Regions from separate parts of the Mus musculus genome. Here region 2 is linked to region 1. The links are chromatin contacts, called in public Micro-C maps. All regions are on one chromosome and are shown on one strand. The core of a region is the stretch at or near the end of the contact, and the rest is flanking DNA. Distances in the headings are between cores, read along the strand shown.

The links. Hi-C and Micro-C count contacts between places; a contact is called where the count stands out from the background.
Region 2: a Micro-C map of embryonic stem cells shows a contact between it and region 1, with 3 times the contacts expected there. The contact joins two enhancer-like sites. A contact is called at or near these places in 1 of 39 promoter capture datasets (the 3T3-L1 cell line), 2 of 484 Hi-C or Micro-C datasets (both in embryonic stem cells) and 3 of 9 other capture datasets (adipose tissue, liver and pancreatic islet).

What each region holds. Positions count from the first base shown.
Region 1 is chr13:95,513,300-95,516,978 of GRCm38.p6, reverse strand. F2rl1 (coagulation factor II (thrombin) receptor-like 1) reads left to right here. Exons shown (of 2, transcript NM_007974.4): 2 at 2,698-3,679. Among named protein-coding and RNA genes, the nearest start is that of F2rl1, 10 kb to the left of the region's middle. Within about 2 kb of position 2,013, at least 20 of the 459 cell types and tissues checked have an H3K27ac peak or open chromatin away from gene starts, as enhancers often do. A contact at or near this core is called in embryonic stem cells, where this site is marked.
Region 2 is chr13:95,655,682-95,659,360 of GRCm38.p6, reverse strand. It overlaps Iqgap2 (IQ motif containing GTPase activating protein 2), which reads left to right. Exons shown (of 36, transcript NM_027711.1): 28 at 1,426-1,558. It overlaps Gm52063 (a long non-coding RNA gene), which reads right to left. Exons shown (of 3, transcript XR_003950700.1): 2 at 28-141. Among named protein-coding and RNA genes, the nearest start is that of Gm52063, 13 kb to the right of the region's middle. Within about 2 kb of position 2,075, at least 25 of the 459 cell types and tissues checked have an H3K27ac peak or open chromatin away from gene starts, as enhancers often do. A contact at or near this core is called in embryonic stem cells, where this site is marked.

The DNA.
Region 1 (3,679 bases), core at 764-3,263:
TGTATAGAAGGGTATTTTGTGCAATATTCCATTATGGATCTATGTACTAAGTACTGGGTTACCGTGCAGAACATATTCTTCATGGAGTTACCTAATTCAGTATCTGAAGAACATTGTAATATTCAGGAATAATCTTTCTTGAGACATGTATCCCAGGCTGGCCTCAAACTCACTATGTAGCTGCAGGCACCCTTGGATTTACAATTATCCTGCCTCTACCTCCTGAGTCTTGGGGTTACAGTGTCTGGTACACAATAGGCAAACACTCTACCAATTGAGCTACATTCCCCATCTCCTTAGGAATATTTGTTTTAATTTTTTAATTAATTAACTAGAGATGGGAGCTCTATATAGCCCTGGCTGGCCTGGAATTCTATAATTCTATCAAGCTGGCCTCAAAATCATAGAGGTCTATTTGCCTCTGCCTCCAAAGTCCCATACTAAAGGCATATGCCGCTACACCTGGCTTTGTTTTAAAATTGTTAAGTGATTTATGTATTTTATGAATGAGTAGTCTATCTGCATGGCACCTGTATGCCAGAAGAGGACATCAGAACTTATTATAGATGGCTGTGAGCCACCATGTTGTTGCTGAGAATTGAATTCAGGACCTCTGGAAGAGCAGCTAGTCCTCTTAACCGATGAGCCCTCTCTCCAGCCCTTGTTTTAATTTTTTCTTTTAATCTTATTTAATATATGAGTGCTCTGTTGCATATACATCTGCAGACCAGAAAGAGCATCAGATCCCATTACAGATGGTCACGAGCCACCATGCGGTTGTTGGGAATTGAACTAAGGACCTCTGAAAGAACCAGTGCTCTTAACCGCTGAACCATCTCTCCAGCTCTCTGCCCCCATTTTAATTTTTAAAAAGTGCTTTTTTTTTTGGACAGTTATAGAAGAAATAGAAACAATATATATGTTTACGTCAAATGCTTTTATTTTCCTAAGGCCACTGTGATGAGCAGAGCTATAAAACAACAGATGCTACTCTCTGGGTTCTGAGGTGAGGGGTCAGGAATGAAAGTGGTGGGGAAAGAGAATCTGCCCATCTCCAGCATCCGGTTGGGTGCTGCCATCTTTGGTGCCCCTTGGCACAGTGCCAGCCTTTGTTCCCATTGTCCATCATGTTGTTTACTCTGCTGTTTTCTCCTTTTCTGTCCCCAGCTTCCCTATGTCTTGTTAAAAGACCATTGTCATTGGACCGAGGGCCTGACTGGATAACCTGGATAGTGTTGTTAAGATCGTACCTTAGGGTTGCAAAGACCCTTGTCTACTGGGGATTAGGACTTGAACACCTTCTTTTTTGGGTAGGGAGCATCTTTATTTTTCTACAGTGGGTGGAAAGGGAACTGCTGATCTCTGTAACCTCCAGTGCTCCTCCCATTACCCCTGTGTCAGCGCAACGTGGTGAAGCCTACAGAAGCGAACGGTCCTGTAGAACCTGAGTCTGGAACCAGAAGCGGATCAGATAACTGAGCACACAATATATTAGAGAAAGTCAGGAGAGGTATACTGTCTTCCTTGTCAACGTGAACAATGTTCAGGTGTTTCCAGACGGTGGAGGCCTCAGTCTCATCATTAAAGTTAAATTCCTTAGCGTTCACCCTTCCTCCTTCAGGTCAGTGAGGGAATACAGGATGGGGCAGGATGAAGACTGGGCTTGCCCGTCACTGCTTGGTAGGGTTGTTCTGTTTCGCTTTGCTTTGGATGGAATCTCACTATGTCACCCAGGCTGGTCTCAGATTCCTTAAGTGAAAACAGTCCATTCACCTCAGCTTTCCAAATAGCTGAGACTATAGGCACAACCTACCACGCCCAGGGTTATTTGTGGTTTAGAATGTTCAATTCATGGTATGAAGGAAGCATCCTAAGTTAAAGCTTGCTGTTACACGCTCAAAAGTCAGAGCACATTTGGTCCTGATGCTAAAAGGCTTGCCTGCCAACTGAGCTCAGTGGGAGGATGTTTATGAAGCCAGCAGAGAGGTGGGGAATGCCTACCCATTATAGTATTTCTTGTGGGCGGACAAGGGAATGCCTCCTGGTTCTGGAATCTCCCTAGGCTGGCCCCTGGGGCAGGGTGTGGTTGACGGCTAGGTTGAATCTTGGCTTAAGGCCAGAGTAGGATAGAAAATGAGAACCAAGACAGCTGATGGCAAGACAAGGCTGCCTTACTCACCAAAGACTCGGGAAGAGTTACCACACAATCCTAGACTGATCTATCTATCTATCTATCTATCTATCTATCTATCTATCTATCTATCTATCTATCTATCTATCATCCATCTATCTGTCTTTACTAACTGACCAATCAAAGACTGCTGGTGGTTGTGTGATCAAATAAAAGAACTAATGAGTATAGCTACTTAAAGAAAATAAAATGAAACCCTGTCAGTCTTAAGATTTCTAGAAGTCGCTGTCCTATACGGAACCCAAAACTCTCACTGTTAATGAAATACCATTGTCGGGGCGAAGATGTAGCTCAGTGGTAAAATACTTGCCAGCACACACAAGAATTAGACTTCAACCGTCACCAACTGCCCTGTGTAGGACGGTCGGTCACTGAAAGAGAATATTGTCTGCAATACTCTAATGACATCTGTCTGTGTTCATCTGAAATGTTCCATTTAAAACACAGCAGCCTTACTGTTGGACCATTTATCTCAGTAATGATTCTGCTCCGCTTTCTTTGTACAGGACGCAACAACAGTAAAGGAAGAAGTCTTATTGGCAGATTAGAAACCCAGCCTCCAATCACTGGGAAAGGGGTTCCGGTAGAACCAGGCTTTTCCATCGATGAGTTCTCTGCGTCCATCCTCACCGGGAAGCTGACCACGGTCTTTCTTCCGGTCGTCTACATTATTGTGTTTGTGATTGGTTTGCCCAGTAATGGCATGGCCCTCTGGATCTTCCTTTTCCGAACGAAGAAGAAACACCCCGCCGTGATTTACATGGCCAACCTGGCCTTGGCCGACCTCCTCTCTGTCATCTGGTTCCCCCTGAAGATCTCCTACCACCTACATGGCAACAACTGGGTCTACGGGGAGGCCCTGTGCAAGGTGCTCATTGGCTTTTTCTATGGTAACATGTATTGCTCCATCCTCTTCATGACCTGCCTCAGCGTGCAGAGGTACTGGGTGATCGTGAACCCCATGGGACACCCCAGGAAGAAGGCAAACATCGCCGTTGGCGTCTCCTTGGCAATCTGGCTCCTGATTTTTCTGGTCACCATCCCTTTGTATGTCATGAAGCAGACCATCTACATTCCAGCATTGAACATCACCACCTGTCACGATGTGCTGCCTGAGGAGGTATTGGTGGGGGACATGTTCAATTACTTCCTCTCACTGGCCATTGGAGTCTTCCTGTTCCCGGCCCTCCTTACTGCATCTGCCTACGTGCTCATGATCAAGACGCTCCGCTCTTCTGCTATGGATGAACACTCAGAGAAGAAAAGGCAGAGGGCTATCCGACTCATCATCACCGTGCTGGCCATGTACTTCATCTGCTTTGCTCCTAGCAACCTTCTGCTCGTAGTGCATTATTTCCTAATCAAAACCCAGAGGCAGAGCCACGTCTACGCCCTCTACCTTGTCGCCCTCTGCCTGTCGACCCTCAACAGCTGCATAGACCCCTTTGTCTATTACTTTGTCTCAAAAGATTTCAGGGATCACGCCAG
Region 2 (3,679 bases), core at 826-3,325, 140 kb before region 1:
ATTCCCATCCCTGAGTGGCGTCTATACCGTTTATGAGAAGGATGCCTCGAATCCTCTCCCAGTGGGGACGAGAAGGATGCCTCGAATCCTCTCCCAGTGGGGACGTTTCCATTTCTTCAGAGCCAATTTTAGTTCTCTTCACTAAGGAGAAACAATGTTGCAGGTGTTCCTCACAAGCCCTCAATGCTCTTAGCTCCCTTTCCTTCTCGTGTTTGTTTGAGACAAGACCTCCCTATGTAGCCCTGGCTAGCCCAGCACTCACGCTGTAGATCAGGCTGATCTCGAACTCATAAAGCTCTGCCTGCCTCTGTCTCCCGAGTGCTCCTTTTTCCTTGTTATTGCTGTCAGTCTCCTGTTTCCCAAGACTATCCTCCTAAATGCATCCCTTTTTCTCTTTCACTCATATTTAATCTGGTATTTATATTCTTAATTCTTCAGCACCCCATGAACAATGAAAGCAAAACCTAGGAGGAAGACCTTCTATTACCGAGGAGCCTAATAACCCCTGAAACATGGCTGCCCCACCCAACCCAGGGCTGGGGAGGGAGAAATCAGCTCAAGTACAGAGGTCTCAGGTGCCCTAGAAAACGTCATAGAAGATTTCAGGCATGAGAAACACTTGAAACTGTATAGAATAAAACACACACGTATATATTACACACACATATTATACATTCACACACATATTACACTCACACGTATTACATATGCACATATCACACGTGTGCATAGAAGTTGAGATCAATCTTCAACATACAAACATACATACATACACAAATGGTCATTTACATGTGTATTAAGCGTGTGTGTGCATTGGGTGGGTCGTGTGCATATGTATGCACATGTATTGAGATGAAAGAGGTTGACACTGGGTGCCTTCCTGTGTCACCTCCTACTTTAGGTGTAAGACAGGGCCTCTCACTGAACCTGGAGTTCAACAGTTTGGCTAGGCTGGCTGGCCAATGAGCGCCCAGAATCTGCCTGTCTCTGCCTTCCTCTCCATCAGTAGAGGTTCAGGCACATGCCAGCACCCCCACATGCAGTGCCTGAGCTATGCACTCTGGTGCTCACGCGTCACCCATTGGGCCAGCTCCCCACCCCCAAGGAATTCTTCCTCCTAACATTTTCATTGGAATTCCAGAGGTCATTTTTAACATTATAACATTGTTAAGAAATCCCATCCATGATTTGATCATCCTGGGTCACAGGACCGAGGCCCACATTTATCTCTTCCTGTCTGAGAATCAGTTTGAGGTCCAGCATCCAGAAACATGGGCAAGCACTGGTGAGCCACCCTGGAAGATGCTAACAAGTGCCCCAAGCTTGGGGTGAAGGGGGTGCTCTAACTAACATTTCAAAACTTTAGTAAAGTCACTCATTTAGAAATCTGACTATCGTAACACCCCCCTTTTTCCCTATTTCTAGGAAATATTTTCAAGAAGCGTGTGATGTCCCTGAACCGGAAGAGAAGTTTAATATGGACAAATACACGGATTTGGTGACCGTCAGCAAGCCAGTTATTTATATCTCCATAGAAGAAATCATCAATACACATTTAGTAAGTGGGTCAAAGAGGGGTCTCGGCCCCAGACCCTGGACAGACAGCCATTCACTGGGAAGTGCCTAGTCCCAGCAGAAATTGCCTGTGCGCTTGGGTCTGTTTTTAAACCCAGTGGGCTTCTCCCATAATTATTCCCTGGCTCTCAGACCTTAGTAAAACCCTTCCCAAGCAAGACAGTTGAGTTAACCTTTGCAATACAACATGATATAGGAACAGTTTAAACCCAAGAGAAGCCCAAGGCCGGCATTCGCTCGCCCACCGGAGCTGTGCTGTCTAGACCCGCCTGCTTCCGCCCCTCTGGGAGTGCTCTGCTCTGTTTTTGCAGACATTTTCTGATAAACAGAGACTGTTCTCCCTCTTCTGATGCTGGGATGTGCATCACTTAATCTTAGCCAAAAGGTCAGGAAGTGAAGCGGCTTAGAAAAGGGGGTGGGGTGGAAAACCGCTATGCAGCTATGTGGGCAGATAAGGAACCCCCTCCTGCAGGGATGGGTTGCCATTGTTTTAAAACCAGGTTTCTTAGAATTTCAGACAGTGCCTGGGTCACATGCAAGCATCCCAATCAGCCATCTGCACTCCCGCAGTGACTGACCCCAGGAAGGAACTGGGGAAGCCTTGGGTGGCTTTCCATCCTTTATGATAAGGAGAAGCTGGGCAACAGAGGTTGTGTTGCTAATTGGAGCTTAGTTTGCTTTCAAATGCAATTGGAATTAAGTTTGGTTTGTGGAATTTATTTATTTATTTATTTATTTATTTATTTATTTATTTATTTTCAAGGCAAGACTGTCACTTGCTAGCTAGCTCTAACTGGATTCAAATTCAAGATCCTCCTGTTTCTGCCACAGGCATGCACCTCCACAGTGTAGCACAATATCACCTAATTCAGTCAGAATGGGGCGGGGGGTTATAGCTCAGGCTAGACCCAGAAATGACTATGTAGCTCAGGCTAGCCTCAGACTCACTATGATCTTCTCTAAGATACTCCCAAGTGGTAGGATTACAGATATGAGCCACCGGGCTCAGCTGGGGATTAGGTTTGGGAAAAGCTAACTTTTTCGTGAACAATTTTAAGCTTTGCTAGTCTAAACAGGGACCTGGGATGGTTCAGAAACGTACCCCAGGCCCCCCAGAGATCCTACATCCTAATGATCCCAGAGATTCATGTCCACACCAACATTCTAGAAATCCAGATATTTCAGTGAACAATAAATCCGACTTTGTGTTGGTTGTACTCAGCACTAAAGGTTGCCTCCCTAGCATCGAACCTTCAGAAGTCAGACCCCAGTACTTTAGACCACCTAGACGTGGGGTGCGCTGTCTGCTTGGACGTCTATCTTCATCATGAAGCACTTTCACAGCTTGGATGTGGGTTTGGAGGAAAGAAGGACCCAGTTTTAACTTTTGTCTTCCAAGGCTGAAACAGGGAATTTGTCTGGTGCTTGCCACAGACTCTCAATGTGTCCCAATTAAATGAGTGGACTTGAGTTCATCAGCCTCCTGTCCAACAATGAACTGCTTCCAAAAGTAACTTTGTAAGGAATAAGTACATAAGAACATGCACATTTTATATTTGACCCTATGGTGGGACATTATTTTTTTTCCATTTTTTATTAGGTATTTAACTCATTTACATTTCCAATGCTATACCAGAAGTCCCCCATATCCACCCACCCCCACTCCCCTGCCCACCCACTCCCCCTTTTTGGCCCTGGTGTTCCCCTGTACTGGGGCATATAAAGTTTGCAAGTCCAATGGGCCTCTCTTTCCAGTGATGGCCGACTAGGCCATCTTTTGATATATATGCAGCTAGAGTCAAGAGCTCCGGGGTACTGGTTAGTTCATAATGTTGTTCCACCTATAGGGTTGCAGATCCCTTTAGCTCCTTGGCTACTTTCTCTAGCTCCTCCATTGGGAGCCCTATGATCCATCCATTAGCTGACTGTGAGCATCCACTTCTGTGTTTGCTAGGCCCCGGCATAGTTTCACGGTGGGACATTATTTAACCCAAATAAATACGGTCATTTTGGTTGCGTGCTTGCAGGAAGGAATGTGGACATGCAGAAGTGGCGAGACATTCCCTTTGAGTGTGAGGTTCTTTCTCACGGGTGGCAGAGAGAA